Linked DNA regions of Callithrix jacchus: region 2 is linked to region 1. A link is a contact called in public Hi-C data. All regions are on one chromosome and are shown on one strand. The core of a region is the stretch at or near the end of the contact, and the rest is flanking DNA. Distances in the headings are between cores, read along the strand shown. Region 1 has its middle 32 kb from the start of DNASE1L3. Region 2 holds the start of RPP14 (ribonuclease P/MRP subunit p14).

Region 1 (5,467 bases), core at 2,369-4,868:
AAACCACATTTTGATGAGTTTGATGTAAAATGAGTAGGGCGTGTAGGGATTTACTTTCTCTTGAAAGTTGCACAGACTTAAAAATTAGCAGAATAGGCCAGGCGTGGTGGCTCATGCCTGTAATCCCAGCACTTTGGGAGGCTGAGGTGGGCAGATCACCTGAGGTCAGGGGTTTGAGGCTAGCCTGGCCAACATGGTGAAATACCGTCTCTACTAAAAAATACAAAAATTAGCTGGGCGTGGTGGCAGGCGCCTGTAATCCCAGCTACTCGGGAGGCTGAGGCAGGAGAATCACTGGAACCCGGGAGGCAGAGGCTGCAGTGAGCCGAGATCATGCTACTGCACTCCATCCAGCCTGGGCAACAGAGTGAGAGTCCCTTTAAAAAAAAATAGCAGAATAAAGGTTAATGGCAAAATGAGTGCTTGATCCTTGTCAACTCACCAAGATTATATTAAAAATGTTGATTAACCTCAGTTCTTGGCCCTGTGGAAATACGATCGAGGAAAGGGATGGAGTGTTTCCAAATCGCCATGGAATTGGAGAGGAAAGGGGCCATATAATCCATATATTTCATGAATGAAAACCCCTAGAAATGAGTATCTTATGTAGATATATATTTTTTCCTTTTCACAACAGCAAATCATAATTTGAGGAAGTGAAAGTGTCACATTGAGGCAGTAAGGGCTCAAGCAAGCCTGGATGCAGTTTTGTTTTTTTTCTGGCTTCATCCTAAGGATGCTGCCTAAACGGATGGTGGGAGGAATTTTTCTAAACAAAGAGATCCTTCTCTGCTTTGTGATAAGGCTTTTGTCAGAGCCCCTAAGCCTGGCTCATAGGCATGGAATTTAGGAAGACCCACTCCACACCCCTCACACCCTTTTTCTCTTCCTAAAGAGTTCTCAAGAGCAGACAGGAAATAGAGAATTTATGAGCCTGACTCATGGCACCGATCCACGTATACAAGGGTGTTTCGTATTTTGGACTTTCTTATCTCCCCAGGACAAAGTACAAAGATGAAAGAATCTGCAAGCCTTTTATCGCCCACATTTCTCCCTCTACCCTGACTGCCTTGCCAAGGTACTAGTACACCTCTCCCTGTCGGGGGCTGCCTTCCCTTTCCAGGAAGTGAATGTGCTTAGGGCAAAGCTGGTGCTGAACCCTGGCGGGGTGTATTCGGAGAACAAAACCTCAGCAGAGGCTCCAAGTCCTGGAAATGCCAGCTTCAGGCCCAGCTACAAGCAGCTGGCTCCATAGCTGCAGAATAGCCGTGTGTAGAAGCAGCATTCAGGGAGCAGCGGGTCATGTGCTGCAGGTTCAAACCTGATTCCAAGCCCAGCGCTGCTGCTTACCAACCGAGACACTTCAAGCGATCATCTTCTCTGTGCCTCACTTCTCTCATCTGTAAAATGGGGAAGTAATGGGAAACTTCCATTCTAAAATCAGATGAACTCCAGAAAGACACCTCTCCCTGCCCCCTCCCCCTCAGCACATCCATCCCCCAACTGGCCTGGGCAAACCTTCCCCAGCCCAAAGCTCTTAAGAGAGGGACTGCCTGAGTGTTGCAGAGATTTGGCTCCCCAAGGGAGACTGGAAGGGGCACCCCAGCTCAGGAAAGGGAGGCTTATGGAGAAACCACTAAGCGTGGTGATTCTGAGTTTGGGCTGGGGATTCAAATCCTAGCCCTGCCATGACTTCTGGCAGGCAGGTCACTTATCCTTCACAGAAAACTGTGCCTCAGTTTTCTTTCAAATGAAATGGGGTAACAGGACCCACCCCCATAGAGTGTTCTGAGAACTCACTGACAAAACACACATAAATAGCATTTCAGGCCAGATGTGGTGGCTCGCTCCTGCAATCCCAGCACTTTGGGAGGCTGAGGTGGGTGGATCATGAGGTCAAAAGTTCAACAGCAACCTGGCCAACATGGTGAAACCCCGTTTCTACTAAAAATATAAAAAGTAGCTCGGTGTGATGGTGTGCACCTGTAATCCCAGATGGGAGGCTGAGGCAGGAGCATTGCTTGAACCCAGGAGGTAGAGGTTGTGGTGAGCCAAGATCACACCACTGTTCTCCAGCCTGGGTGACAGAGTGAGACTCCATCTCAAAAAAAAAAAAAAAAGCATTTGACAGTGTCCAGCACATGAGAAGTGAGAAGTGTTCGTGAAATTACAATTATTGGTATAAGAGAGTCCTAGGAAAGCAGTGCAGTGTTGCAGACGGAGTGGGGCCAGGCATTAGGGCTGGGTGGGATGAGTAGGAGTGGGTGGGGAGGGGTGGGGTGGGGTGGGGTGGGCCAACCACAGAACTCTGTCTGAGGTGGGATGTTGGTGGCCTCAGGGAGTGGCCAGAAAGGTGGGAGGGGAAAGGGTGAGTCACTTGCACCCAGGAGGGCTCCAGCCCACATGCCAGCCTGTTCTTGTCCTCTGGTTTCAGAGCTTCACCCTTTTCCCTTAGCACAGGCCTAGGCCAGTGCCAGGTGTGAGGGCTGCCCCCACTCCATCCCAGGGGTTCTTAGATGGATGGGGTTTAAATGAATTAATAAACTAAGAGTAAGAAAATTATCATCGCAAGTAACACTAATGCTAGGCACTGAGTCTTATTATCACAGTTTTTACAGGAAAGTTTGTCAAGGCTTAGAGGGGTTTGGTGACTGGCTGGGTGCGGTGGCTCACACCTGTAATCCCAGAACTTTGGGAGGCTGAGGCAGGTGGATCACTTGAGGTCAGAAGTTCAAGATCAGCTTGGCCAACATAATGAAACCCCACCTCTACTAAAAATAAAAAAATTAGCTGGGTGTGGTGATGGGCGCCTGTAGTCCCAGCTACTTAAGAGTCTGAGACAGGAAATTGCTTTAACCCAGGAGGCAGAGGTTGCAGTGAGCCGAGATAGCGCCACTGCCCTCCAGCCTGGGCGACAGAGTGAGACTTCGTCTCAAAAAAAAAAGAGAGAGAGAAAGGAAAGAAACAGAGAAGAAAGGAAGGAAGGAAGGGAGGGAGGGAGGGAGGGAGGAAAAATTAGCCGAGTGTGGTGGCAGGTGCCTGTAATCCCAGCTACTCCAGGAGCTGAGACGCGAGGGTTGCTTGAACCCAGGAAGCAGAGGTTGCAGTGAGCTGAGATGGCCCCGCTGCACTCCAGCCAGGGCGACAGAGCAAGACTTAAAAAAAAAAAATAGGTTCGGTGACTGGCCCAAGGGCACACAGGTAGTCATTAATGGTCAAGGCTGTGTTAAAACCCGGTAAACCTGTCTAGGAACAGTGAAGTTGTGCATGGCTCCAGAAACAGGGAACAGAAGCCAAAGGTGGCGCTCCTCCCTGGCCGTCGGCCTGGCTGGGCCCTTTGGAAGCCTCTCTGCACCGTCCCAGCCCGGTTCCCTCCCGTGGGCCTTGGGGGCGGGAAAGACAGCCGCCCGCGTTGTCGTCGCCGCAGCGACCGCCAGGGGTCGCCTTGGACACGCGAACTGCGTCCCCAAGGGGAGTCCCTGCGTTGGGGAAGGCGCGGACCCACCCAGGACTTAGCAGTTTCGGGGTGGGGCAGAGAGGCTGTCTGGAGTTCTAGCAGCAGACCCCGGCCCGCCACCGGTTAACCCCAGGGTCCCGCTACCCCCAAACCCACAACTCCTGACTTTCTCCCCTTCACCCCTCGTCCCCACTCGTCCCCCGCCACAGATCCAATATGGGGTGCGCCTAGGCGTCATTTCCCTGAGCACATTTCCCGGGCACCTACTGTGTGCCAGGCTCGGCCACAGAGATATCCTGGAGGAGCAGACGCGGCATCGAGTCACAGGGAATTGGGGGAGCAGCTTCGTGAGGCCAGGGCATTTGGTCGTTTGTCCACTTGCAGCCCGGGACACACAGTAGGTCCTCCGCAAGGAGAGAATGACTAACTGCTGCTTAGCTCCTGCGCAGGGAACCTGCATGCGAAGGTGCATCAGTCACTGCTGTGCGTTCCCTGGGGAGGCAGCTCAGGCCCTGCTGTTCCACTTAACCGGAGTTTCTTCCCCAGATTTCCCAAACTCCCTCACAGCCCATTTCACACGTGGAAAGACTGAGGCTCAGAAGGCAGTCTATATACAGCCGGGGCCTTTCTGCCTTTCTAACTGGGGTGTCCCAGGCTGCAATGCTCTTCCCCTGCGCTTTGCTTGGCTAACTCCTGTTCATAGTTCAGGTCTCAGTCAAAGGGCACCTCTTCCAGGAAACCTTCCCTGATCCACTACTGCAACCTGGCTAAGCTTGTGCCTCCCCTTCTAAAGGGTGAACCCCTGAAAGCAGGAAGTACCTGGGCTCTGTCTTTCCTCATCTACATTTTGAGCCTGGCTCAGTGCCTGGCACAGGGTCAGAAGCTAATGATGTTTATGAGAGTACACCCAGCAGAATGGAAGTCAAGTGGCCCCAGCACACTGTGGGTAGCCTCCTTCTCCCTGGTCAGGGAGGTAGAAGGTGTGAAGATCCAGGAGGCTGACTTTGTGGTGCCACTGAGGCATCGGGTGGATCTTCCCCTGTCCCGCCCTCACTGTGCCTCTCTTAAGTGCCCATCCCACTTCCTGGGAGAATGTTGTGTCTGTAACACAAGGACATGGGTTTGGAGTTAATCCCGGAGATTCCTCAGTTTACTCATTTGGGAAAGTGACGCAAGACAGGCTGTTTGCAAATCACTGTGAGGATTAAGTGACGTAACGGTAAAGTCCCCAGCCTGGGGCCTGGCATGGAATAGGTACACGCCAGCAGAAGCATACCAGCCATGGTGCCCTGGGGTAGTCACGTGGTTTCTCCAAGCCTCCTTGCCCCACGTGGAAGGGAGGTGTGAGAGCCTCCTAATGGGGAGGGTGGTTTAAGGCACACACAGCACAGCTTAGTACCTGGCACCTCATGGGCGCACTTCCTCCAAGCCTGACACTGTCCCAAGTGTTTGTTATGCTGGTCTAATGTCATTCTCCCAATACTAAGGGTGGTTCCCAATCCCACCCTGCTGCACAGACGAGGCCCCTCCACTAGCAAGGGACAGGGCTGCATGTGGGAGGAGCTGGACTCTAGAGGTGCCCTGGCAAGCCCCTCAGCTGCGCGTCCAGCGCTCCCCGAGCCCAGGGAAGACGGGGCCTCTTTTTGGACCTTCTTTGGATGCCTGGCACATAGTAGGTGTACATCGGGGTTTGCTGAATGGAATAGAGGCTGCAGCATCCCATGCACCACCCCAGGGCCCTGTGGGTATGAAGGTAAAGGCCTGGGCCCGTCCCTTGGGGGAAGGACAGGCAGGTACCCTGGGTAGGTTGTGGCCAGGCTCAGGCTCTGCACCCTTCCCCAGCCTGGTCTGTTCTGCCTATGGGGCCCGACAAGTCCCCTAGAACAGCTCAGCCTCTCCTCTCTGTCAGGGCCTTGGCAACCCAGCTCTCATCAGCTGCATGTATCCTTGGAGATGAGGCGCTGGGAGCCCAAACACAGGCCGCAGAGCTGTAGGAAGAACGCTTCCGGT
Region 2 (5,281 bases), core at 1,877-4,376, 120 kb after region 1:
TGTGTGTTTTGATTTAGAGCAATGTGTAGATATATCGTCAAGAGGGAAAAGCCCTCATATATTTCTCAGGGGACACTTAAGAAACTCATACCAGTGGTTGCTCCTGGAGAGGGGAGGGGCTGACGGGAGGAGGTGGAAGGGAGACTCACTTTTTAATATTTATCCCTTTATGTCATTTGAAATGTATGCTGTAAGCCTGCAGGACCTATTCAAAAACTAAAATTTAGGCATGGTGAGGTGGCTTACACCTGTAATCCCAGCATTTTGGGAGGCCAACCTAGAAGGATCTCTTGAGCCTAGGAATTCAAGACCAGCCTGAGCAACATGGCGAGATCCCGTTTCAACAAAAAAGTTAAAAATTAGCTGGGCATGATGGCACGTGCCTGTAGTCCCAGATACTTGGGAGGCTGAGGCAGGAGGATTGGTTGAACCTGGGAGGTTGAGGCTGCAGTGAGCCAATATCACATCATTGTACTACCCTGTTTGGGTGATAGTGAGACACTGTTAAAAAAAAATGTTTTTAAATAAAATTTAGTTGAAAAACAGTTTGTTTTTTGAGACAGAGTCTTACTCTGTCATCTAGGCTGGAGTGCAGTGCCTTGATCTTGGCTCACTGCAACATCTGCCTCCTGGGCTCAAGCAATTCTCCTGCCTCAGCCTCCCAAGTACCTGGGATTACAGGTGCACACCACCACCACAACCGGCTAATTTTTATATTTTTAGTAGAGATGGGATTTCACCATGTTGGCCAGGCTGGTCTTGAACTCCTGACCTCAGGTGTTCTGCCTGCCTCGGCCTCCTAAAGTGCTGGGATTACAGGCGTGAACCACCATACCTGGCCGAAAAACTAAAGTTTTTTTGTCTTTATCATTCAAATGCATCTCTTTTATTTTCCACTCTGAATTAATAAGACAGCATGAGAGAATTCAGGCAACTGGGAAGGTACTTCATTTTCAGGGTTTGTTGCAGCAGGGTGAAAATTATCCATTGTTCCTTCAAGTTCAAAATGCAGGAGCGGCTCTGGATTTCCTGGGCCGCCTGGCAGGATACGTTTCCCAGGCAGCTGGCTGACAGGAACCCTCTCCTATTACTGAGGGTTTCCTGGGATGCCAGACACTTTATACCATCGACCCTTTTCTCCTCAACTCTGTGAGGAAGATGCTAATAGTCTCTCCATGTGACAGATGAGGGAGCTGGGTAAGTGGCAGAATGTATTTGAAGCAAGTTCTGGCAGCTTCTGAAATCAAGCTGCTTTGAGAAAGCAAATGCCAGGGTCTGTGGGTTCTGTGTTTGCTTTCTCCACCTCTTCCCACATCTGGAACAAGCCCTGTCTCCTCTGAGGGAAGAAAAAAGGGAAGTAGGAACCGCAGAACTGGAGAGCATAGCCATGGCCAAGGACTGAAGCTTCTGGACACAACACAGTGGGATTTTGAGAAAAGAATTGAGGAAGGAGATCTCTGCTGACTCAGCTGTCCTGTGCAAGGCAACCCTTTGCCCCCAACCCAGGCAGAACCAGCATATCCATTTACCAATGAATGTGTTCAATAAACAGATGCTGGGTCACCACTGGGTGCCAGGAACTGGGATGCAGTGGTGAGCAACACAGACAAGGCCACATCCTCATGGGGCTTACACTAAAGGTTCCCTTCCCACTGCAGCTCCTAAATTGGTGATAATACAGTGCAGTGTGGACAGCACTGGCTAGAATCAGACAGCCCAGGCCACCGCTTATAACTGTGATCTTGAGCAAATAACTTTGCCTCTCTGTGCTTTGGTTTCTTTTTGTTTTAGGCAGAGTCTCATTCTGCTGCCCAGGCTGGAGTGCAGTGGTGTGATCTCGGCTCACTGCAACCTCTGCCTCCTGGGTTCAAGCGATTCTCCTGCTTCAGCCTCCCAAGTAGCTGGAGCTACAGGTGTGCGCCACAACACCTAGCTAATTTTTGTATTTTTAGTAGAGACCAGGTTTTACCATGTTTGCCAGGCTGGTCTTGATCTCCTGGCCTCAAGTGATTTGCCCACCTCAGCCTCCCAAAGGGCTGGAATTATAGACATGGGTCACAGCGCCTAGCCTGTGCCTCAGTTTCCACCTCTAAAATGGTGATGATCATAGTAATAGCCATCTCAGGATTGTGTGAGGGTTACATGAGACAATATGTGTAAAATAGTTTGCACAGTGCCTGGCACAAAGTAAGTCTTAACTTTTTAGGTCTTTTCAGGTCGACCTAGATAGGACACCTACTATGTGCTGGGAGTCACAAGAGACAATGAGAGTGGGTCCTGTCTTTGGGGAGTGCTTGACACAGGAGATATTGAGAAGAGGAGATGCTAGATATAAATTTGCAGGTTGGGCACAGTGGCTCAAGCCTGTAATCCCAGCACTTTGGGAGGCCGAGGCGGGTGGATCACGAGGTCAAAAGATCGAGAACATCCTGGTCAACATGGTGAAACCCCGTCTCTACTAAAAATACAAAAAATTAGCTGGGCATGGTGGCGTGTGCCTGTAATCCCAGCTACTCGGGAGGCTGAGGCAGGAGAATTGCCTGAACCCAGGAGGCGGAGGTTGCGGTGAGCCGAGATCGCGCCATTGCACTCCAGCCTGGGTAACAAGAGCGAAACTCCGTCTCAAAAATAAATAAATAAATAAATTTGTAGAATGAGTTGGGCGCGGTTGCTCACGTCTGTAATCCCAGCAGTTTGGGAGGGAGAGGCGGGCAGATCACTTGAGGCCAGGAGTGTGAGACCAGCCTAGCCAACATGGTGAAACCCCGTCTCTACTAAAAATACAAAACTTAGCCGGGCATGGTGGCCCATATCTGTAGTCCCAGCTACTCCACGCCAGTGCACTCCAGCTTGGGCGACAGAGTGAAACTGTCTCAAAAAGCCAACAAAACAATTGTTCAATGAATGAATGAATGCATGAAGAAATGGATGACTATGAAGCACATTCAGGGCAGAATAAACACGCCCTAAACAGCACCCTAAGCAAATTGCATACACCGCTTTCCCGGAGTGGACACCAGAGGGCGCCGAGCTCGGCCCCTCTCAGCTCCGGATCAGGATTCGCGCCTGGGTCCGTAGGAAGACGCCGCACGGTGTCGTCATATCCGCCGGGACGTCACGCACGGCGGGGCGGGGCGAGGAGAGCCAAACGTAAAGACACCATGAGTTTCCCAGGCCCAGCTCTTTCTGCTGCCGGTGAGCCGCAAGCCTTGACGGGTGCTTACGGGGAATAGGAGACTGGGCAGGCGTCAGGCTAGTTAGTCCGACGGAGACTGGGTAGGTAGAAGCCCTCCAGAGAGCGGTTGTTGTCCGGAAGCCGTCTCTGTCGGCCCCGCCGGCAGCGCATGCGCGGGTCGGGCGGCGCGGCGTTGGCTGCTTGTCCTCTTCGGCCCCGGGTGTCGAAGGCCTCCGTACGGTGCCGCGTTGGGTCTCGATCGCAGAGGGTGGCTGCTAGGCCCGGGCGGGACCTCGAAACCGTGTCCTGTGCATACTTCATGCGTCCGGCGCGAGGTGAGCGCTGAGTGGTGGTTGCTGAAAAAAATTGAAAGCCGCCCAAGTGGTCAAGAGTAGGGAAATTTAACTTTTTAAAGTGATTAATTGATTTAGTTCAAAAACTGTACGTTGCTAGTGTTTTAGGGCCGACAGCAGTGAACTACACGGATTCTGGAAGTCGACTTTCTGTTGGGGTGGGGGAGGGAAGTACAGATAAAGATAAACGGGTTACATAATTGTCGTAGAAAAAGGCTAGGAAGAAGAAAGGGACGGGGCATGGAGTGGGATGCGGTGTTAGCTGAGAAGGGCATGGGCCAAAGCGAGTGAGATTTGAGCTAAGCCAGGAAGGAGGCAAGGGTTTGAGCCAGGTGGCTCCCTGGAGGAAGAGCATTCCCTGCGTGGGGAAAAGCTAGAGCCGAGGCCCAGGGGCGGGAGCGAGACTGGCGCATTAGAAAGGGCTAGGCTAGACCTGGGTGGTGGTGGGGATTGAGTGGAGGGAGAATGGCAGGGCCTGAGGTCAGAGCTGTGGAGAGAGCAGCCCTGTGGATCAGGCAGCGCCTTGCAGGCTGCTCTAGGGACTTCAGCCTTACTCTGGCTAAAACGGGAACCATAGCAAGGTTTTGAGCAGAGAAATGATGTAGCTTGAGTAGATGTTAATAGACTCACTGGCTGCCGTAGAGATGGAGAGTAGGGGCAATCAGTTTAGGAGCATCCCTGCAGCCTCTATAAAAGACTGACTTTAGGCCGGGCATGGTGGCTCACGCCTGTATTCCCAGCACTTCACAAGGCCGAGGCCGGCGGATCACTTGAAGCCAGGAGTTCGAGACCAGCCTGAGCCAACATGGTGAAACCCCATTATAAAAGTTAGCTGGACATAGTGACGTCCGCCTGTAATCCTAGCTACTCGGGAGGCTGAGGCAGGAGAATTGCTTCACCTCAAGAGCAGAGGTTGCAGTGACCCGAGATGGCATCACTGCTCTCCAGCCTGGGTGACAGAGTGAGACTCCACCTCAAAACAAACGAACAAAAAGCCTGACTTTATCCCAGCACTTTGGGAGGCCAAGGCGGGTGGATCACGAAGTCAGAAGTTCGAGACCAACATGGCCAACATGGCGAAACCTCATCTCTACTGAAAATACAAAAATTAGCTGGGCATAGTGGCACACACCTGTAATCCCAGCTACTCGGGAGGCTGAGGCGGGAGAATCGTTTGAACCTGGGAGTCGGAGGTCGCAGTGAGCTGTGAGCGCCATTGCACTGCAACCTGGGCAACAGGGTGAGACTCCATCTCAAAACAAACAAAACTACTTTAAAGATGATGATGACAGTGACTTCTTGAGCCCACATCTATGGAGAGCCTGGTGAATATATTTAATACCAGTCTGTACAGAAGAGTTTCCCAGGCATCCTCTCCTTTCATCTCAGAACAGCCTCCAGAGGACATTGCTGTCATTTTAATTGCAAAAAAATATGTAACAAAATTTATCATAAGTGGCGTTAAGTATATTCACAACGCTGTGCAGCCATCACCACTATCCATCTCATGAATGTTCCATAAGTCTTCATTTGACTGGCGTCTAACCCCCTGGCCTAATTTCACTCCCCTACTTTAGGCAGCCAGCTCCATCAAGGCAGTTAGTAACACTAAAAAACACAGGTGCCAAGCAATGAAAAAGACAGATGAGGTTTCTGTTCTCCCTGCCCTACTCAGGGGACACACTAGTGACTGGGAAAGAAGCATCAGATAACTATTACTCCTGTCCTGAAACCAAGGATTCTTTTGAATATA

Evidence for each region. Hi-C and Micro-C count contacts between places; a contact is called where the count stands out from the background.
Region 2: a Hi-C map of induced pluripotent stem cells shows a contact between it and region 1, with 5 times the contacts expected there. The contact joins the promoter of RPP14 here to the enhancer-like site in region 1. A contact is called at or near these places in 2 of 3 Hi-C or Micro-C datasets (induced pluripotent stem cells and skeletal muscle).

The regions. Positions count from the first base shown.
Region 1 is chr15:39,977,218-39,982,684 of calJac240_pri, forward strand. No RefSeq gene overlaps it. Among named protein-coding and RNA genes, the nearest start is that of DNASE1L3, 32 kb to the right of the region's middle. Within about 2 kb of position 3,619, at least 3 of the 16 cell types and tissues checked have an H3K27ac peak or open chromatin away from gene starts, as enhancers often do.
Region 2 is chr15:40,098,295-40,103,575 of calJac240_pri, forward strand. It overlaps RPP14 (ribonuclease P/MRP subunit p14), which reads left to right and starts at 3,127. Exons shown (of 6, transcript XM_017964996.4): 1 at 3,127-3,195.